Regions from separate parts of the Triticum aestivum genome. Here region 1 is linked to region 2. A link is a contact called in public Hi-C data. All regions are on one chromosome and are shown on one strand. The core of a region is the stretch at or near the end of the contact, and the rest is flanking DNA. Distances in the headings are between cores, read along the strand shown.

The links. A called contact is a pair of places that touch in the nucleus more often than the background predicts.
Region 1: a Hi-C map of leaf shows a contact between it and region 2, with 6 times the contacts expected there. The contact joins the enhancer-like site here to the promoter of LOC123141817 in region 2. A contact is called at or near these places in 2 of 5 Hi-C or Micro-C datasets (both in leaf).

Annotation. Positions count from the first base shown.
Region 1 is chr6D:418,605,648-418,610,558 of IWGSC CS RefSeq v2.1, reverse strand. No RefSeq gene overlaps it. Among protein-coding and RNA genes, the nearest start is that of LOC123145508, 100 kb to the left of the region's middle. Within about 2 kb of position 3,273, at least 3 of the 8 cell types and tissues checked have an H3K27ac peak or open chromatin away from gene starts, as enhancers often do. A contact at or near this core is called in leaf, where this site is marked.
Region 2 is chr6D:417,811,668-417,816,663 of IWGSC CS RefSeq v2.1, reverse strand. It overlaps LOC123141817 (methyltransferase-like protein 7A), which reads left to right and starts at 1,383. Exons shown (of 6, transcript XM_044560886.1): 1 at 1,383-1,650; 2 at 1,761-1,856; 3 at 2,329-2,547; 4 at 2,644-2,740; 5 at 3,468-3,530; 6 at 3,657-4,001. The coding sequence starts at 1,444. The coding sequence ends at 3,850.

The DNA.
Region 1 (4,911 bases), core at 2,024-4,523, 790 kb before region 2:
TCACCGTGCTTGCACGGGCACGGTTGGGGCCACGTACGGGACGTCGATGCAGGGGCGCAGGCAATGGCAGGGGAAGAAGCGTGCATGCAGGCATGGGTTGCTAATGCATGCACTGCGGTGGCGTAGACGACGGTGAACCTGGGAAGGAGCAGTATCGGCATGATACCGACGTTGTTTTATGTGCAGCCTAGGTCAGAAATTCAGAGAACCGTATGTCGTCTGCGTGTGCTTTGCCCGTCCTCTTTCAGTGCTTGCTTCCGGTGTTCCTCTCTCTGACATGCGAGTGGACGGGACAGAAAAATGGGGGCCCAGTGCGTCGAGAAAGACGAGATGGAAATGGCCCGACCCAAAGCCTGTCGGGGCAAATTTACTCGATTTTTCAGTGGTTCATGGCTGCCTCTGCACGGTAACTTTTTTTTAGGGAGGAAGGCGCCGGGCCAAAAGTCCGTGGGGGCCCAGGCCGGCAGCCGGGGAAGCTCCGGGTCCAGGCCCACGTGTCGCTGATCCTCCTTGCTCCTGGGGGGGGGGGGGGGGCACTGCTAGTGGGCTCTCGCGCGAGCTAGTCCAGCCGCCTTGGCGCCACACGGGCGTCACCTTCGGCCTGCGAATAGTCGTGATGTTGGCCGCGCGATGTGCTGTTAATTACTGTGCGTGCTGCCGTGTTGGTGTGGGCGCCATGAGCCCAGGCATGGGAAGTGGCCGCGGCTGCGAAGCCTCCAACGAACCACGAGCACAGCGACGGACGGACGGTAGCCGCTGTCGCGGAGCGCGAGGGCGTTGTCGTCCGCGGAGGAACCACCCATGGGCGCTGCTCGCCCCGCTGTGCGGCCACGGCGCCCATGCGCGCGAGACATCCAGATTAGCGACAGACATAACAGGGGATCGAGCGAGCGGTGATCGTGCGCGCCGCGCCAAGACCGGATCATGCGTCCGTGTCAGCGCGATCGAGCGTGTCTGGCTGACCGATACGGTGCACACCGAGGACGCTTGGCGTTGGCGAGGCTCGACGTCCATCGATGGTCCCGTGGTGGCGGTGGATGATCGGAAGCTGCCACACGGAGGCGCCCGCTCGGCGCACTGCTCGGGCACAGTTCAGCCTGCCGGGCCGGGTGAGAGGAAGCCGACGCGGGGAAACGGGCGTCCGGCGGCATGGCGCGGCGGTGTGACATGTCTCTGCGCGGGCGTCCGTGTCAGTGCGTGTCAGAGGATGGCATGCATGCGATGGTTCAACGCCCATGGTCTCGCAGCGCCATCATCAGATGCCCGATCGAACCACAGCCGAGTCCCAGCGACACTGATGGTGATGGACGGGTCGATACGGGTCAGAGGAAGAACTGCAGGTGCAAAAGCCGCAACCCCCGTGGTTCGTTCTACTGCTGCAAGCGTGGGCATGGCGGGGCACTTTCCTTTGGCTCGGGCGAGGACGACGGGCGTCCCCACGTGCCGGCGGTATCGGGCACCGGCGCCTTTTGCCGAAAGGGCGCCAATGCAGGAGCAGAACTGGATCGAGGCCCGGGGCGAAAAGGCAAGCCATGTGCGCGCGCCCCGCCGTGCTGGCCGACGCCGGGAGAGAGAGAAGCCTCGTGCCAACTGAAAACGCGGCGGGGCAGGCAATCGCCGGCGAGGCGAGCTAGCAATGCCGGCTGTACGCGCTGAGTTCGACAGTCAGTTCTCCATGTCGGCGACCCATGAACCGACCATGTCACCTTCTCTGTCTTTGTTGTTTGTGACGTATCGAAACACAGAAGATGCGTGTATGATTTTGCTTATATCCTCTTCCTCCACGACCCACTCTGATCTTCGCGGCCGATGAGGGGCTGAGGGCCCTCACGGGCTGCCCATCTTGGCCTGCTCCTCCATCCAGGTGCACCATCATGAGCTCCCTGACGGCAGCCTCTCGCTCAGTCGCTCTTGTATCCCTCTCGCCTTCTCCGGCCGATCCATCATCCATCCATGGCTGGTCGCGTCCCCTTTGCGCCGACGGATGGAAGTCCCGCTCGTGTCTGGAATCTCTGGACCGGCCGGGTTATCCAGCGCGTCCGACGAAGTGTCCTCGCTGCCGCTGTCACTCCGTGTCGCGCACCAAAGTTTCGCTCGCCAGATCGATCCGCTGGCTTTCGGACAACCGTTCGTGTCTATGTTAACTTGCTAACCATGCATGCATGCATGCATGATGCTTCCTCATCATTCACTGTTGCTAACGGCTTGTCCATCGAGCGTGCATGCACATGCACTTTGATCCTCATGCCGGTGAGGTTTTGACCAGTTGGATCCCAGGTAATTAAAAGGCCACGGGGAAATCGTACATTAGCACATGTGAAGTGCTCACACTCGTGGATCACTTAGGCTAGACCAAGTGAACATGGTAGCCCAGAGCATAGCATATGCATGCATGCCGCGAGCTGGCCCGTGGTCACCCCCGGACTTTTTCGTGCACGGGCAAAGCGCAAACCGGACATCTTCCGAAACAGTGGGCCGAGAGCTTCTTGTCACCTCATTGGGTCCCGGAGCCCTCCAAAAGTTACTTCAAGCGAGGCAAATTTTCTCTGTTCTTTATATTCGAGCATTAGCATTTGATCCGATGCAATGGATCCGGTTGATTTACCGGTCAATTCTGTTTGGTAAAAAGAAGTTTTCGCATTCCCTCATTCTTCGCGAGGCTAATTGGTTCCTTTTGGAGAGCCTCGTTTGTCAAAAGGAATGAAGGGAACACTAATCTTATAACACTGGCGCATTAGGGTATTCAGTTCACACTGCGCTAATGGCGATCTTCCGCAACAAACTGCCGCTACTAGCTACGAAAGACTTCAGCCTATGCTTCAAAAAGGATTTGGAACAAGATAAAAGGGACTACTAGTTCAGCTCCTGTAACAAGCTTGCTAGGCTATTTTTGGAAGTCAGGGGTTAACCCTCCTTTAGAAAAACAAAAAACAGACTTGCTATTTTTTTCGGTTTAAGAGCCCGAAAGAGGGTGATGCCGGTTCGACAGTTGCGAATGTTGCATAAAAAGAAGATGTTGCATAGTTCATGTGGTGTTAAAAGGGACTTATAACACTGAAAAGTCTCTTGAGATGCAACAGTTGTTGGACCCTAATCTCTTAATGATATATCACTAGCAGGAACCCTGCGCTAACGGAACTGATTGGCAGCGGATTAGCACAGCAGAGTGCAAAGAAAAAGGAGGATAAAAAAAGGGCAGGAAGGGAGCAGAAGGACCCCAAGAAGGCACTTAATGTGACAGCAACCCAGAGGGCCCTGGCTGTCCCGGGATATGCTCCACCGGTCCACATCAAATCCCACATTAGCGCATAATGCTCTTCACCGAACGTGGTCCCGCCGTATTCCCTTTCAGGATTATCAGGGACTATGCGTTTGCTACTTGAGTACTCTCTCCGTCTAGGCGAGTAAATCATCTTAGGTTATGCACCACGATCAAGGCGGAGGAGAAAATAAAAGAACTTAATGTCTTTTTGCTAATTAATAGCATTGTATGCAATAAACTAACCAATGCATGTCATGTTTGGTAGTCTCAAGTCATTTAAAGCATGCACTGCCCACATCTCTTATTGGTTGATATGTCACGAAACAAGGAACGAGAACTGAGTTAATGTACCGTGTCTAAGTGTTTTGAGATTACTTGGTTTCGTAAGGTGACTTACACACCTAAACAGAGGAAGTACTTAAAGACGGCGGTGTACCTCGCCATCATCAATTCAAGTGGGAGTAGTTGTGTAGGCGATTTTTTTACTCTGTTTTTGCAAACAAAGGCAGAACAATGCGTCCTATTGTATTCTCGGATACACAGATATCCTTGATTTTTTTATTAGAAGTGGGACAGGCATCCTTTGCAATTCTCCATAATTTGCTCTTGGATTCTTTCGGTCAATAGTGTAAGGGTCCGTCAACTTTGCAACTTATCGGTATATCTTCAACTGTAACGATTCTTTGAAGGCGGAGCTGCATGCGATCATGCAATGCATGGCGTTGACTCTCCAACATACTTGCTTACCAATCATAGTTCAGTCAGATTCCTCGGAGGCAATTGCAGTTTTGGCCTCTATAGTCTATCTCGATCCGCATATGGTCATCTCGTGGCGGAGACCAAGGCAATAATGAAGGACAAGGAGTTTATTCTTCGGAAATTACATCATGAGCAAAATGGTGTGGCAGATTGTTTGGCAAAATATAGTCGCGTAGAGAGCACCACGGCTATGTGGTTAGGTCAAGATCCCCCTTGTATTGAGGAACTTTTGCCTCTCGGCTGTAACACCATAATCTTGGAATAAAACTCCTTTTACACCGCAAAAAAAAGTGTAAGGGTCCGTTTGGAAGTGAGTACCAAATCAATCTAATTTTTCGTGAATGGGCTAGAAAGAATACCGAATTTGGTGTTGGGTTGTAGATGAAATTACTAGCTGGTGTGAGACAAACATTGTCACACCGATTGTAGCCTTGAATAAGTTTGGTGGTCATTTTATTGATATGTATGTCTCTCATACCACCTCCTGGTTTATTGATTCCTTTTATATTTTATGTTAAATTTTGACCATGGATTTAACTAAGAAAATATTAATGCATGTCATAAAAAATATCATCAGAAATTGTGCTTAAATACGAATCAAATAATATAATTTTTACTGACATGCATTAGCATTTAGTAGTTAAATCTATGGTCAAATTTGACACAAAAACGAAGGGGGCCCGTAATCAGGACGAAGGTAGTTCAAAGGAATAGTGCCATGGAGTAATTTGTGCTGTTGAGTATGTTAGAATTTTTTTGATTATATTAATCCATAAATAAATCATGAGCATGACAGTAACAATATTGAACAAATACTGATATTCGATCACCTAAACACGTACTATGCCAATAGCAGACATGTCTATGTATAACACTAGTACGGCTAACAC
Region 2 (4,996 bases), core at 134-2,633:
TTGCGCCCCTGCCCTGGGTCGCCGTGGCGGACAGGGTTGACGGCCCGGGCGCTTCCTCGCCGCTGTCATCGAGGATGACGAAGCCGCCCTCCTTGCGGCCGCGGCGCCGGGCGGCGATCTCCTCGAGGGCGCGGCGCTGGCACTCCATCTCCTGCCGGACGTAGTCGTACCGCGCCTATTTGAGGCCGGTCTTCTCGTAGGCGGCCATGGACTCGTGCTCCTTCTACACGGGGAGGAGCGCCGGCTCAGTCTTCGGCTTGACGAGGCGAGAGGAGGAGACCAGAGGAGAAGGGACGCTCCCCACGTTTATGACGCGTGCGTCGCCCGAGCGGCGTCTCCTGCGGCTCTGGCTTGACGGGGAGGAGAGCCGGCGACCCGGAGGAGCGGGAGCCTGACGAGGACGAGGACGCCGCCTCCATGCGCCTCAGCATCCATGAACTGCCGCGGCGGTGAGAGAAGGAGGGGGCGCCGGGTACTCCAACCGCGGCGTGTTGCCGGCCTTGATGTGCTCGAGGACGGCTTCGAGCGTGCGCCCGGTGACGCCCCACCATTGGTGTTGCCCCTCGGAGTTGAGGCGGCCGCGGGGTTCAACGCCGTTCGTGGCGGCGGTCGAAGTACGCCGTCCACAGCGTGTGGCTGTCGGGGGCGTACCTCGTCTGGTTCTGCGTGTGCTCCGACAGCGACGATCTGATGCGCACGATCTCGGCGCGCCGGTCAGCACCAGAGGGCGGCGGCGGCACCGGGACTCCGCCGGCGCTCAGCCTCCACGAACCCGGCACCCGCATGTCCGGTGGTGCCGGGTAATCCGCCTCGTAGAGGACGTGGGCCTCATCCTCGTGTAGGTGGTGGCGGCCGAAACCGTTGGCCGCCGCTCCGTCGCCGGGGTACCGCTCGGTCATGGTCGTCGGCGAAGAGAGAGGGGAGAGCGGCGTCAGCGGCGAGAGGGCGAGAGGTCTTCGGCGAGAGGGGGAGATGGGTTGTGGCGAGGATGTGTGCAGCCACCAGCGAGGGGGGCGGCTTTTATAGCGGCGGGTGGGCGGCGATATGTGTACGCGTGGCGGGAGGGGGCGGGACGCGTGTCGGCGCGCCTTCACTGCGCCGCCCGTGATGAATCAATGGAGGTTGACCGGCGGCAGCCTTCGCATTGATTCCCGCGAGAAACCGAGGCGATGAGGACGACAAAGGCGTCCAGCCGCTCACTAGGCGGGTACACCAGGCTTTCGCGTAAAAAATGTTTCTCTCGGCGGCCCCGGACATCCCAAGCGCGCCGGGTTCGGTCTGGGTTCACCGGCACCAAATTCGGGCCTAACCGACGAAAAATGGGCTGTCGGGGACACGACTTTTTTTCACGTCGACGGTAAAAAAAAGGGCTTTGGGGGGAGTTTCGGCTTTAGATATGCCGGACCGTGTCAAAGGGTCGAGCCGTTCCCCAACATCTCCGGCATGCGGTGCCTCGTCGCGCTCCCTGCGGTCGCCGTCCCCGGCCGCCGCTCACATCCTAACCTGAAACCCCGCCGCAGAAGCACTCTCGTAGCTATCCTTGGAAGCTGCCGCTGCGGCCGCCGCCACCTCCTCGGTGCATCCTCTGCCGCCGGCCTCCTCCATCTCGTCAACCCTCCGTGCCTCGCCGCCCCAGCCATCGACCCCGACGTAAGCTCCTTCACGCCCAATCTTATTCCGGTCACCAATTCACTATCTGCGATGCAAATTACATGGCTTCGTGACAATCTGATATTTTTACTTGGTGTGGCTTTGTGCAGGTGATGCTTGAACGGGTGCACCCAGCGAGGCCTGGCTGGTACGAGAAGCTTTACGCAACGGCCATGGACAAGGGCATGCAGTCTTATGAAGCCGAGGTATATAATTTCCCCCTAATATTTGTTCCACTGCTTTATCATATCCAAGTTTGTCACGTGTTAACCAACTTCCAAGAGACAACTCATCATAGGATTGCAAGTCTGTGTCAGCAACTGGGCAGCTAACTGAACCCACCGAACCCAAATTCTCGGATGTTTCAATCTGTGATATTGCCGGTCTGGTTTCCTATCTGAATGAATTGCACAATGTGACATCGTGAACTCGTGATTCGTGAAGCGTCTCAAGTGACGCATACCTTTATTTTCATCCGGTGAGGAGATAAATATCAGAAGTGGGCACTTGGAGTGCTGTTCTGTCAAGTGTTAGTACTTATTTGTTATATCCATGATCACCTGATCAGTAGTTTTAGTTTTCCTATAAAAAATACATTCATATGTTTTCAGGAACGGAGATGTGATATTTACAACGTGTTATGTTCTCACTAAACATTTCACTTGGTGAAGCTTGCAGATTGCGCAGTATAAATCGAATCTCTTCTCCCAATTGTCAGTTGCGGGGAAGAACATTCTGGAGCTTGGTGTTGGAACAGGCCCCAACTTAAAGTACTATGCAAGTGCTGATGGGGTAAATGTAATTGGGGTGGATCCTAACATCTACATGGAGGAGTATTCTAGAGCAGCAGCAACTTCTGCTGGGCTTCCGTCATCAAATTTCACTTTCAGAAGAGGGGTATGGAAGTATGGTGCCTTATGATCGTGCACTAGGTATCTATGCCTATGTTTTCTGTTAGCATGAGAACTGTTTTGTACGCATGGTTTTACTTAGGTTGGCGAAGCTTTGCCAGCAGAAGATGGTTCCATGGATGCAGTTATTGGTACATTGGTGTTATGTTCTGTAAAAGACACCGATATGGCATTAAGAGGTAATAATTCATCTTTGCAGCAGTGATTTTTAAGTTATGTATCATATGAGAACTTAAGATCTATTTGTAAGGCAATTAGACGGCCTAAGAATATACCAATTTTTGACACATTCTCTCTACCGGCAGTTCATCATCCAATAAACAAAAAGTATTGGCACACAGTAATTCAGAAGTCGAAATGGTCAACATAGGGCATTCATGTACCGATAACTCCTACATACAGACCGTTGAATTCTAGAACAGTATGCCGGCCTATTCCTAGTAAACAAATAATAATTCCACAGTAAAAGGACTACCATGCTATGTCATCAATTCTTACTTCTCTGAAATAAATAAAATCTTGTCTAGCTGAAAGTCATTGTCTTTTCCTTAGTATTACCATTTGCATTACTGAATTATGGTGCATGGCATGTTGGCAATGCATGTGCCTAGACACAAAGACCACATAACACATTATGGGCTTCCATTTTTACGCATCACACTGACCATGAGTTGTGGTTATTGAATACTGACCTAAGTTTCATTTTTACGTTTTGGTACTTGCTTTCCTTTTAAGGCATACTTGTTTTGTCATCTCCATCTTTTCTGTGCTTTCCACCTTACATTGAGAAGACATCTGAGCAATCTTTCCCTTCATTTGCCCCTTGCCTGGAGAATACACTTCAATCCGTAACAAATTAGAACCGCCATTTTCTATTTGAATAACTCTGAGCATCAACTTCTGCAGAGATAAAGAGAGTCCTAAAGCCGGGTGGTCTCTACCTATTCATTGAGCATGTTGCTGCAGCAGGTACCCCCAGCTACTAGCATACATAACCTCTGGTGGTTGCTTGTTAATTGTTATTCTATGTTGAAGACGTATATCCCTGTGCTGCTGTGCATTGCTTGATCTCCTGCTCATTCTGTCCGCTCGTAGATGGTTCCTTCCTCCTGTTGGTGCAAGGTGCCCTTGATCCTCTGCAGCAATTTGTCGCTGACGGGTGCCACCTCACCAGGAAAACAGCTGAAAACATCAAGGAAGCTGGGTTCTCGAGCTTGAGCCTAAACGCGGTGCGCCTGTCATCTGCGTATATCGTTAGCCCCCATGTTTATGGTGTAGCCTATAAATGACATGCTCTGCCTGTTTGGGACGGAGCCCTGTGGTGTTTGTTCTGAGATAATACTCGTACTGGCACATTTCTGCTCAGTTATTGCCCCTGGAGGCCTTTCCGTTTTTTCTTGAGTAAATCCTGCAGGCCTTGCTGCGCAGGCACTTCGAATACTACTGTTCGTTGCATTTCTATGAAATGGACAGGGGCGGGTGCCCTTTCTCTCTAAAAAAACTGCAGGCTTTTCCATAGGCCAAATGGCCTATCAAAACGTCTTATATTTTGGAATGGAGGTAGTAAATGGGTTGGCTATGCTTGATGAAGGGCTAGAAAGCATTACCATGGTATAACTGTATAAGGATACATTTGTGTCTGTTAGGTTTTTTCCAGGCAGCGCTTTGTCTCACCTAATAAGAGACGAGACCTCCGAATCCCCGCGTAGGGCGATAGGAGTCACTCAAACGCGCACCGCGCATGATACAACATGCGCCCTTTTGGGTCGCCCATTTGCGCGGCAGTGCCCCTACTTTTCTTTTTCGTTTTTTCTTTTGTTTAACTTTTTTGTTTTCTTCTTTAAACTAAATTTGGGAACTCAATAAAAGTTATGATTTTTTTTAAATCCGGATTTAAACATTCATCGGAAAATTTCAGGAAATGTTCACAATTTTGAAAAATGTTTTCACTTTTCTTAAATCGCAAATTGAAAAAATATCCCCAAATTTTATTGTTTTTTAATATAAATATTAATCGTTAATTGAAAAAATCATGAAATTTTCAACAATGACTCCCGCTTTTTAATAGTTTTTTCACGAATTCAAACAATGTTCACATATTTTTAATATGGTTTTCAAAAACTCAATAAATGTTCACCGGTTCAAATAATGTTGCGCATTTCAAAAAATGTTTGGTGATTCTCAAAAAAAGTTCATGTATCTAAAAAATTACACCGGGATTTATAAATTTATTGTGTAATTTCCCAAAAATGATCTAAATTTTAGAACAGGAAACTGAAAAAAAGGAAAAAACTGAAAAAGAAGAAGAAAAACCCAGAAAAGGGGGGAAAAGTTCAGAAAACCGGATGGAAAACACAGAAAACAGAGGAAATGAACCAGCCCATTCATGCCAGCGATGCTGCGCGTTTGGTCCCTATCCCCCGAGCCTTAGGAAT